3 separate regions of the Bos taurus genome follow, and regions 2 and 3 are each linked to region 1. The links are chromatin contacts, called in public Hi-C maps. All regions are on one chromosome and are shown on one strand. Each heading gives the region's core, a stretch centred on a gene start, on an enhancer-like site or on the middle of the called end of the contact. The rest is flanking DNA. Distances are from core to core; before and after follow the strand shown. Region 1 holds the start of BHLHE40 (basic helix-loop-helix family member e40). Region 2 overlaps ITPR1 (inositol 1,4,5-trisphosphate receptor type 1). Region 3 overlaps ITPR1 (inositol 1,4,5-trisphosphate receptor type 1).

The links. Hi-C and Micro-C count contacts between places; a contact is called where the count stands out from the background.
Region 2: a Hi-C map of an unstated tissue shows a contact between it and region 1, with 2.6 times the contacts expected there. The contact joins the enhancer-like site here to the promoter of BHLHE40 in region 1. A contact is called at or near these places in 2 of 11 Hi-C or Micro-C datasets (skin fibroblasts and an unstated tissue).
Region 3: a Hi-C map of liver shows a contact between it and region 1, with 3 times the contacts expected there. The contact joins the enhancer-like site here to the promoter of BHLHE40 in region 1. A contact is called at or near these places in 2 of 11 Hi-C or Micro-C datasets (liver and skin fibroblasts).

Annotation. Positions count from the first base shown.
Region 1 is chr22:21,404,883-21,408,594 of ARS-UCD2.0, forward strand. It overlaps BHLHE40 (basic helix-loop-helix family member e40), which reads right to left and starts at 1,383. Exons shown (of 5, transcript NM_001024929.1): 1 at 1,078-1,383; 2 at 847-916; 3 at 479-586. The coding sequence starts at 1,157.
Region 2 is chr22:21,555,497-21,558,964 of ARS-UCD2.0, forward strand. It overlaps ITPR1 (inositol 1,4,5-trisphosphate receptor type 1), which reads right to left. Exons shown (of 59, transcript NM_001435139.1): 54 at 2,539-2,631; 55 at 1,300-1,439; 56 at 536-701. Among named protein-coding and RNA genes, the nearest start is that of BHLHE40, 150 kb to the left of the region's middle. Within about 2 kb of position 1,350, at least 49 of the 102 cell types and tissues checked have an H3K27ac peak or open chromatin away from gene starts, as enhancers often do.
Region 3 is chr22:21,640,758-21,644,150 of ARS-UCD2.0, forward strand. All of the region lies in intron 39 of ITPR1 (inositol 1,4,5-trisphosphate receptor type 1), which reads right to left. Among named protein-coding and RNA genes, the nearest start is that of MIR2285AM, 160 kb to the right of the region's middle. Within about 2 kb of position 1,359, at least 15 of the 102 cell types and tissues checked have an H3K27ac peak or open chromatin away from gene starts, as enhancers often do. A contact at or near this core is called in liver, where this site is marked.

The DNA.
Region 1 (3,712 bases), core at 133-2,632:
TAGTTTTTCTCCTAAATTCTACTTTTTTCTTCTTTCCCCAACCAAAGGCTGCCACGCTAGTAATCTATTGAGGATCGCCAAGAAAGGACAGGACGTAAAAAAAAAAAGGGACACATCAAAACAAGTCCTCTTATTTTAAAAAGGGATTCGGGGAAGGGGGTTAAAAAAAAAAAGTGGGTTGCTGGATTTGCTCAATGTGGGAAAAGGAGAACCCTGAGAATCACCTTAAACTCTAGCAAAGGAAGGCCGGCTGGTGTTGGTGCCAAGCTGGACAAGTACAAATGATTCTTATCTCATTTGCACGAGGTTGCCAGAAAATTCTGAGACTGGAGAAGGGTACCCCCAAACAGAGCCAGCCACTAGCTAGGATCCAGCCATCTGGTCTGCAGTTCCTGGCAGAGCCTGCAGGCGGCGGGTGACCCTCGCCCGCCCTTTGGGCAGAGGAGCTGGTTTGGAGAGGGGCCAGCTTCTCACTTACTGTAAGTTTGAGATGTTCGGGGAGGAGATCCTTCAGCTGGGCGATGCACTCGTTAATCCGGTCACGTCTCTTTTTCTCGATGAGCCGGTGCGGCAGTTTGTAGGTCTCCTGCAAAGCGCACGGAGAGATGGTGGGCGCGGGAGGAAGGAGGTGAGAAGCGCTTCTCCTTCCCCACCCCGCGGCAGAGGAGTCCCGGCAGTGGAGCAGAGTCACACCCAGAACCCTATCTGCTCCTTCTTCTCCAAGCCACTCAGTAGACACAGGGCCCACACCTTGCATACTCCCCTCCAACCTTAAAGTGAGAAAACTTTTATTGGAAACTTAGCGCGTGCGAGGGCCTGGGGTCCACAGGGGCGCGGTGCTCTTACCTTGCTGTCCTCGCTCCGCTTTATTCCCCGCCTCGACTTGTACACTTGGTACATATGGGCAAAATCCATCCTGCAGGGAGAGGGACGAGAAAGGGTCATGACTTGCGCATCGGTTGCAGGAACCCTGACTGGCAAGAACCCCCGGATGCACCCAGAACTACTTGGAGTTGAAAGCCGCGCAGAAGGCAGGACTGGAGTTGAGGCTTGAAGGGGCCAGGGGTACCAACTTACCCTGATAGGTCTCCGGGCTCCAGTCCTGGCGCTTTGGGCAGGCAAGTGGGGGGCGGTTGCGCGCTGGGGATCCGCTCCATTGCGCTGCGAGCCGGGGCCACTCTGCGCTCCTGTCTGCAGTGGTGGAGCGTCGGGTGAGGACTGTCGTGGAGGAGGTTTCGGGGGTCTCTCCGCAGGGTTTCCTCTGAGTCAGAGCTCTCTGAAATCCGCTGGGCTGCGAAGAGCTGCGGCTTTGAGGTACTGCTTCAGTTGGGGGCGTGCATGGTGTACCCGCGGCCTCTGGCTCCGGCTCTGCGCACAGACTGGCGGTGTGTGCTCCCAGTGCCGTCTGCGCGGTGCGAGCCAAGTGAATGAGAAGTGGGGCGGGCGGGGAGGCGGGAGGGAGCGCGAGGGGGGGGGCGGTTAGGGCGGAGTGGGGGGGGGATGGGGGGGGAGCCGAGGAGTAATGGAGAGGCTGCGGGCTGGGTTAAATGGGAGCGAGTGGGTGGGTTGGAGCTACGTGTTCTACCCTGTGACTCCAGGCACGTCTGGCCGCTGCCGGGGAGGGAAGGAGCGACCTGCCCGCCCTCCCCCGGCTTCATCACATGAGTCTCACGTGTTGGACAACGCTCCCGCGGCTGCGAGGGAGCCCCCACCCCCAGCCCCGGCCCCCAGGTGTCTGTGGCTGCCTTTCCCCGAAGAGGGGGTTGGCAGGGCAGTCTGGGTCCTGCCTAGCTGGGCGGGGGGCGCGGAAGCTGGAAGGGGCCAGGGAGCCAGCGAGGTGGTGGGGGGAGGTTGGTAACGTGGGCGAACCTGCCCCAGGGAAATGAAGTAAGTTCCCGTCTCCTGGGAGGGAACGGGGGAGGACGGATCCGCCCGCGTCTGACTCAAGCCGGGAGAGGAATATCCCCTCGCTAGCTCCAGCCCAACCCTCTTCCTCCTCCTCCCCCCGCGGCCCGCTCAGAGGAACCAGCGCGCAGCGGAGGGAGTCGCCCGGCCCCCTGCCTTCCCCAGAGGCTGGGGTTTCTTTCCGCGCCGGCTTCCCTGCCCCCACCCCTCGGCCCCGAGTCCAGGAATCGCCCGCCGTGGGGAGGGGCCGAGGAGGGGCGGGGCGGATGTCACCCCATGGGAAGCGGGCTGGCAGCCAAGCGCAGGGGCAGGCGAGGCCGCCGTGGAGCACGCTGCGCGCACCTGACCCGCTAGGCTGTGCGCCGCGGGTCCCCGGCTTCTTTGGAGCTGCGCTCCCGGGGCACAGTCTGCGTGCCGGCGGACACCCACTTGCGCACCCCCCAGGGTGCCCCAGTGCCCCCACCCCCCGCCCCGGGCCACACTTCGGCTGATCAAGCACAGAAAGAGACCGGGCACGGTGCCCTGCGTTTCCTCCCTCCTCTGCCCCCACTGGAGCAGAGGCGCCCGGGTCCCCTCCCCTTGGGCTGCAACGTTACACAACCGCGGCAGCGGCGCTTGCCCTGCGGCAGCGCGGGGCGTGACACTTCACCTGGCCTGGGCTTGGGCCGCAGCGCTCCTGACTGTGAGCCCTTGTGCCCCGGCCGGGGACCGAGACCCCCAGCACAGGAGCTCCCAGGGGTCGGGGTCGGCCATCTCCCTCCTGCCGGGGACTTCTGCAGCGCATTGTGCGGTCTGCAGCCGGGGCAGGATGGAAAAGAGAGACTTGGAAAAACTACCCATCACGCTGACGTCTTAGCGTTCATTCACTCGACAAGCATTGGTTGAGCCCCCTACCCTGTGCCAGGCGTTGTGCTTAGATACGCTGCCAGATACACTGTAGGTGAATCGAACACAGATGCTGCTCTTAAATTCACAGGAACCTCTGAGAAGGGCTTACCCTGGGAAATGAGGGGAAGGCAGTACTGGGAAAATTGTATTGGTGCTGCTGGCAGAGAGACGGGAGAAGAAAAGATAGAAAGTGTGGGCTTAAAAAATTTGGGGGGGTATTAAGAAAAAATTCTTTTTTAAAATTTAATGTGAACCACAATGTCTGGGCAGAGGAGGAGAGGAGGACGTTAACCCATCGCCCGGAGCCTGGGGCAGAAGGGCCTCCTCCAAACGGCTCCAGATCTCTGCAATCTCACTGAGGCCGCCCGAGGCCCCCACCTACTCCCCCGGAAAAGTCCGGCCTCTGTGACCTTCTAACTCTGCCTGGAGCAGGGAAAACAGCTGAAACTCCAAGCCTGCTGTGTGAGCAGCGCTGATGCTGTCAGAGGAGGGAGCCAGTGGAAATTCATGACTAAAATAAGGCCTGGCTGGGGATTTCACTGACCTCTGTGCTGCCCTGCCCTGTAAAGTTCGGGGAGTTGAGAGATGACTGTGAGCCTTTCCCACCGTGCCTCGGGTCAGTTACCCTGCTGCCGAGTGACCTGGCTGTGGGAAGGATTGAAAAAAAACAACAACAAAAAAACGGGGTCAGTGCTGGAACCTGGTGAAGATCAGCCTCGGGTGCAGTTGAGGGGGCGGGTAGGGGTGGGCTCAGTCTTAATTGGCAGTGTCCTTGACAACCTAGAGATCTGGGATTCACACGTTGACCAAACTGGGAGTGGATTTCCTTCAGGTCGCTTTGGAGAGCTCCCACTTCCTGTTTATGTTTCACAACCGTCAAACTCATTAGCAAGTGTGAGAAGTGCCTCCTTTTCTAAGT
Region 2 (3,468 bases), core at 100-2,599, 150 kb after region 1:
GTACCCATTTTACAGATGAGCAATAAAGGTTCAGAGAAGTGAAGTGACTGTACCATGGTTACATGGCTCATAAGTGTCAGAGGCTTAATCAGAACACAAGTCTGACTTCCAAGCTGTGAGCATTTCCGCCATATGCTCTAAGAGGGCTGTATTTCCACTGAAAACCTGATACCATCTGCAGTGAAGACATCCACAGGCTGGAGTTGAGTGAAAGAGCTCCATTCTAATTAGAATGGGAACAAGAGATAGTCTGGCAGCCCAACAACCAAAAGGCCCGAAGACACATACATTTCAAATAATGTACAACGATGTTTCTGCTACCCCAAACTTTATTTCTTAAAACCAACCAGCAACTGCACCACTAATCCATGGTGCTGCAGATGTTTCCCAGGAGAACAGAGCAGAGGCCCAGAGCAGACTCTCTCCCAGAGCAGAGAGTCAAGGACAGGGACGTGGGGGAAGGCAGCAGCCCCTCCCACTGTGAGCCAGAGCACCCCATCCCAACCCCCCAGCAAGAGCCGGGGGCCCCACTCACCGCAGATAAAGCACGTGGTCTTTAATATCTCCTCTTTTTTCTGTTTTTCACTCCTCAGGTCGGCAAAGGTGTCAATGATGACCCCAAAAATCAGATTAAGGACAATGATGATGACCATGAAGAAGAACAAGAGGTCATAGATCACTCGAGCAGCAAAGAGGGGCTCCTGGAAAAGAGGAGTGGGGGTGGGGGGGTAGGGATGGTGGGGGTGCAGGTGGTGTAACCTGTCAGCAGGTACCCCCCTACCCAACCCCTGGGTCTGCAGACCTCAGGGCAGAGGAGTGGGACTGAATGCACCCGAATCAGATGTCCCAAGCCCCCTGGCTCCCCCCACCCCCAGCAGCACATTGGGCATCAAGCTGTAAAAGCCACAACCTCATCTCTTTTCACACCCCCTGGGTATATCGTGAGTTCTCCAAGTGTCACGTGGCACCTGCCCACTTCCTGGGATCTAAAGGGTTTGCAAATGTGTTCAGGAAGGCCAGACAGGCCTGAAGAAAAGAATCATTTTAGCAGACGGAGGGGAGGGCGGAAGCTGCCCCTTTCCACAGCGCGGGGAGCGGGGGGGGGGCTTCCGCCCAGCATCACATTTTGATGAGAACCAGAGTGAAAAGGAGCCCTAAGCAGCTGGCTCTGCGCGTCTACCCGTCACCGCTCTCGGCGCTGGCGCTGCCCCCGCGTCTGCAGTTTACGCTGGAGCCCACTGCGCTGCGCTCTCCCCGCCACCCCGCCCCCCGCTCTTCCTTCCCCTGGGGCGCAGCTACCTCTTTGGATGGCTTCCTGAGCACATCGCCCACTCCGCCCCCGCTCCGCAGCCCGTGACTCAGCACCGTGACGATGCACATCAGCAGCGTCTCGCACGTGTGCTCTTTATCTTGCTCTGTCTCTTCTGCAGGGACCAGCTCTGCGAACATGGCAAGTCAGGGGGAATTTAGAACGTGAGCGGCAAGACAGACCAGGATTTGCAGATCAAGCTTCCTGAATGCCATCTCACCAGCGGACAGACAGGAGCCGGAGAATAAAATAAAGGAATCAAGCGTCAAAGGCTTTCTTTGTCACCACTGTGTTCACTAAACCCTGTTCATTTCTCAAGCCCAGAACTGCCCTTACCTCCATTAAATCTAAAATACTGTAAACTTTTCAGACTTTCAACTCCAGTCTCAGCGCTGAACAGACATTTCAACTTAGATAGCTGTTTATGAGTTTCACTAGTGATTCAGTGGTGAAGAATCTGCCTGCCAATGCAGGAGACATGGGTTCTATCCTTGGGTTGGTAAGATCCACTGGAGGAGGAAATGGGAAACCATTCCAGTATTCAAGCCTGGGAAGTCCATGGACAGAGGAGCCTGGTGGGCTACAGTCCATGGGGTCACAGAGTCTCACAGAAGATTCTTAGCAACTACATAACAATAACAACAGCAGCAACCTTTTACAATTGGTTCTGTGGACAAATCGTTTTACACCTTAAATTGGAGACTAGTCTTCAGGGGGTAAAATTTTTTGACTGCCTTGTTCTTTCTCCAGCTGCAGCCAGAAAGGTCTTGCTAAAACACCAGTCAAGTCATATCACTCCCCTCTCAACAACTTGGATCAACCTTTGAGTAAGCTTTAACCTGACCTGCAGACCCTTCAAAATCTGGTCCTTTGTTGACCTCTCTGGCTTCGTTTCTTCCGACTCTTCCTCCTCATGATCATTTCCCTAGTCATGCTGTATTCTACCTCCAAGGCAGAGTCAGACACGCCTTACAGAGTAAACAACAACAATAGAATACAACATAGCCCCAGGCACACAGTGGGCACTCGGTAAATACTGGAACAATTAAGCCGCCATTTTATTCCCATATAGACTCCCCCCTTCATTCCCCTCCTCTCTCCCTGCCTCTCCTCCTTGCTCCTGGCCGTCTGAGCAGTGAGTCTGCTTTCATCTGCTTCCAATGTCACGTGCACCTAAGCCTTGTGGGGAGCCTGGCACTAACGTGGGGCTTAAGGCTGCGAGGTCCTACCTTCTTTGGGTGCCGGAGAGGAGCAGTTCTCCCCAGTCTCCACCCTACACACGTCAGAGTACAGGAACTCACTTGCCAAACTCTCGCTGGCTTCTGGGAGAGAGAAGGCAATTTTATGATGAACAATCTGGCAGCATATGGTTAAAATGTTTGAAGTCCCAAATTCACGGCTGATTAAACAATTCTTTACATAAATAACACCCTCCAATCCTGCCTATAAATCCGAAGCAGAGATGCAATTTACACTTTCGTTGGGTGATCTGGATGGGAAAAAAGCCAGAAATGTCAATTCCTGTAAGCTTACTAGAAATATCGCACTTAAATAGCACCTCTCCAACTTTAAAGACAAACAGCTGAAACTCCCTGACAGATACTACTGAACACACAGACTCCAGCAAGATTTAGACCAAGTCTGCGTGAGAAGCAGGAATGGCATCAGATCAGTTTAGTTCAGAACCCTAAGATGGTTGGCAGTGAATGTCAACTTGGAGGCTGGGTTACATGCCAAGAATGCAGACTTTGGGAGGGAGAAAAAGGCTTGTCTGGCTTAGTCACAATTCTAGTTTGCTCCTTGGACTCAGGGTGCCTGGCTATCTGATGAAAAACCAGTAATATTTCACTTACTAGTGTCAAGTATTTTAATTGAGGGAAACGAGCACTTGGGGATCACTCAAGTGTATGATCACTGTCTCTCTCTCTCGTAATAGGAAATCTCTTCTGGTTTTGCTATAAATTAAAATCATATGAGCTCAGTGTAAAACTTGTATATTGTAAAAAGGTCCAAGAGACAGCCACTACTTGCAGTTTGGGTGTATATTCTTCCATATTTTAAAAGATATATATGAGCTTTTTAGGGGCTTCCCAAGTGGCACAGTGGTAAAGTATCTGCCTGCCAATGCAGGAGATGCAAGAGACATGGGTTCAATCCCT
Region 3 (3,393 bases), core at 109-2,608, 240 kb after region 1:
CTGGACTGTCCAGAGTTTCTCGGCCAAGGTGGAGTTTGAAGGGTTTTGTGCAAAACCTTCAGAGTCCATGAGCCTTCACCGGCAGGACACTGTGGCTTAAGTTTGTCAGAACTTTCTACACCAAGGGCCACCCAATTATAGCAATGATCAGATCCCAGCCAGGCTAGACACATCCCTCCTGCACCGTCCCAAGAGACAGACATTTCACCACAACAGTTCACACCCAACCGGCAACAATGACAAGCGCCTGTATTTGCTGGCATCGCAAATACGGGTGAGTGACACACACCTCGGTGGAGTTCTCAGAATCCGGAGCTTGGGGAAGCTGGTTGGGAGTAAAAGGAAGCAGGTTAGTTACAGCACATGCATCTGGTGACCACAAAGAAGTCCAGAGACCAACACTTGGGGACAAAATTGACGATGAGGCGACTGGGTTGTCACACCCACTGAAGGGGGTTTCAGCTGCGGAAGGTGGAAGACACCCTCACTTCTAAAATGAACTTAACGTGGTTGCGCTGGGAGAGATGACTGGCCTGAGATGTGGAAACACGTCTAAATGAAAGAAAGAAAAAGCCTAGCACTGATCAAGGAGGAGCTATGTCTTAAGTAATGAAAGATGTCAAAGTCAGTGGTACTGCACGTCTACGTTCTGTTTGTCCACAGAGGAAAAGTGATCCAGCACATGCCCCCAGGGGCTCAGGGAAGGGAGGGTGGGCGGATGATGACCACGGGGGCCTCTGGTGCATTCCCCTTCCTGGGGGCTCAAAGCCCTTGCAAGGTCTGCACCACTGCCTGCCCGTGATGAGCTTCTCCAGTGGGCACGTGCGTCCTCCCAGCCTCTCCTTTCCCCATATCCTGGCCTTGCATCAGAGGGTGACACCCCACCTCTGGCTTAGGGACTGAAAACGTCTCTCCCCTCCTGCGGCTCTGGGAGGAGAAAGGAAGGCTCCTGGCTGCAGCTTTCTCGGCTGGTTTCTCCTCCCTCCGCACACTTCCCTCAGGGCTCCAGGGATACTAGGTTCCCAGTTCTGCCCCTGCCATACCACATGGACACCCCACACCTCTGATGATTTCTGAATTTCATTATGTCCAACCCATAAATGAGAGACAAGATGACGGCCCTGAGGGAAAGAACTGGCCATGGAGTGGATGCATGTAGTGGCTGAAAAAGCCCACAGCTCCACGTGACGGCAGCACCACGAATCTGGCCACCAAAGGGCACGTGCTCGGGGCGGAGACGGATGTCGGATGGAACTGCCAGACCCCGCCCTGGGCCGTGGTCACACACCAGGCATGGCTGGCGGGTTCAAGGTGCGGTCTGGGGCCGTGGAGTGAAGCCAAGGCTCACACTGCCACTGAGTGACCTTGGCCTCCCTTGGCGGGGTTCCAGAGACACAACAGACCTCTCCCGAGGCCAGAGTGCGGCTGTTGGCGGTGAGCTGGAGCAGGTGCTAAAAGCGTGGGGTGGGGATGGGAGCTGGGAAATCTTGTGGGTTCACAACCCAGCTCAACACTTGATACCCCTTTCATGGTGTGACCCTCAAGATGGAAAAAATGCTCTTAATATAAGACTGCTATTTTGTAACCTAATAATTTCTTTTTTTTTTTCTCTATTTGCCAACAGGTAAAATGAAGTAAAGATATAAGGGATCTCTTCAACCACAAAGATTAAATTATTTTATGAAGGACGAACAGGCAGATGTGGAGAGTTGCTCACTCAGTTCTGGACAGAAGAGCCCTCAGACATAAGTGCAGCTCCACTTGCCTCAAGGAGCAACTTTCTCTCCAGTGTGTTTAGCTTCCTGTTGGGGTCGGGAGGCACAGGGTGTTAAGAGAGGACTTGAGTGTGGTGAGGGAAACAAAACTAGAGCTCAGGGGAATGTGTTCTGCAGATAATATAAATGATATCATGAGCCAAGACTGCGTTTTAACCCCACCCCTGCGTTCTGTAGGCTTTAGGCTGAAGAAGTAAAGTTGTGCACACACATGCACCATCTGCCCTTCGTGCAAAAAGGACACACGAGGAAAAGAAGAATGAAGGCAAGTTCCCATGCGCTTTGGAGCAGTCGGAGACACAGATGGAGAAAAGTACTATCATTTACAGTCAGCTTTGGCCACATTCCACCAACATATCCTTCATACCGATTCTATATGATCAGAACAAAAGGATTACAGACACGGATTTACTATAGGAAGCCACACAGCTACCCTCTTACTGCCTTGCCAATCAAAATAATAGTTAAAGAACAAGATGGAGTGGAACTCGTGTGTCTTTTTAAAATTCTCTTGTTTGATATCCCTTATGTCCAAAGAAGCATCTTGAATTCTTTCAGAATGTTCACAGAATTGTTTCTTAAGCACTCAAGAGATCAGTGGTTTCTGGTATGTTTTATGATTGGACTGGTACTCAACTGCCTCCCTAAACTGCTGTCATATTGGTGTTTAATTTTTGAAATGAAAATTAAGATTAATGACCTTTTCTCCTAGAACGTTACTGGAAGACCTCTGAGACAATAGAAAATTTTTTCTTCTTCAAGAACCACTATTTATACAGGAGGACAATTTTTTAATGTCATCCACTCATAAAAAAGAAAGGAAAAACCAAAAACAATGGATGGGTATTGCCTGATGGCGGCTCATGCAGGGACTGGTGGTGTATGACCTTCAGCCAGTCACTGAACCTGTCTGGGCTTCCACCGCCTGACCTGTAGTTCAAGGAGACTGGAGCAGGTATTATAAGGATTCCTTCCAGCTAAAACATTAAGTTATGCTTGGTATATTTTCAGTAAACTTTATTCCGTAACATCAAACAGCTAAGTTCCCTAAATAAGACAACCCAATAGAACACAGAATGATTTCAGGCATGGGAAAGGCCAAACCAAGCTTGGCATATGATTTGGCAAAATAACCAACGGTCTCTATTAGCACTTCCTCCTAAGAGGACTTCAGCTGTATTTCTGGGAGGATTGGCTCTTTTAAGGCAGTCAGCCACAATTTGGAAAAAAATAAGCATATTAATAAGCCATATATGTTCAAATCATAACTACATAAGCTACATAAACACATATACCTACTACCCCAAGCAAAGGATAGTTCTCGTAAATGAATGAACTGATTTTCTCGGCACATTTTTATTATCAAAGTAACTTTTTTTGCTAACATGAAAGATCATGCTCAGTGACCATACGGTAATGGAGACTGTTCTGAGAAAAAGAGTATGCCTGTGTTTCCCACGTCTTGTCTTTTACCACCTCACCCCGGGATCAGTCAGGATATTGAGGTGCTGACCCTCCAGTCAAGGTGAAGTCTCTCCAGACCAACAGTTGACGGGCAGTGAGCTGATGCGGTCTGGTTTTGAACTTAGAAACTAACTATCGCTCTCCGTTGCCTCTT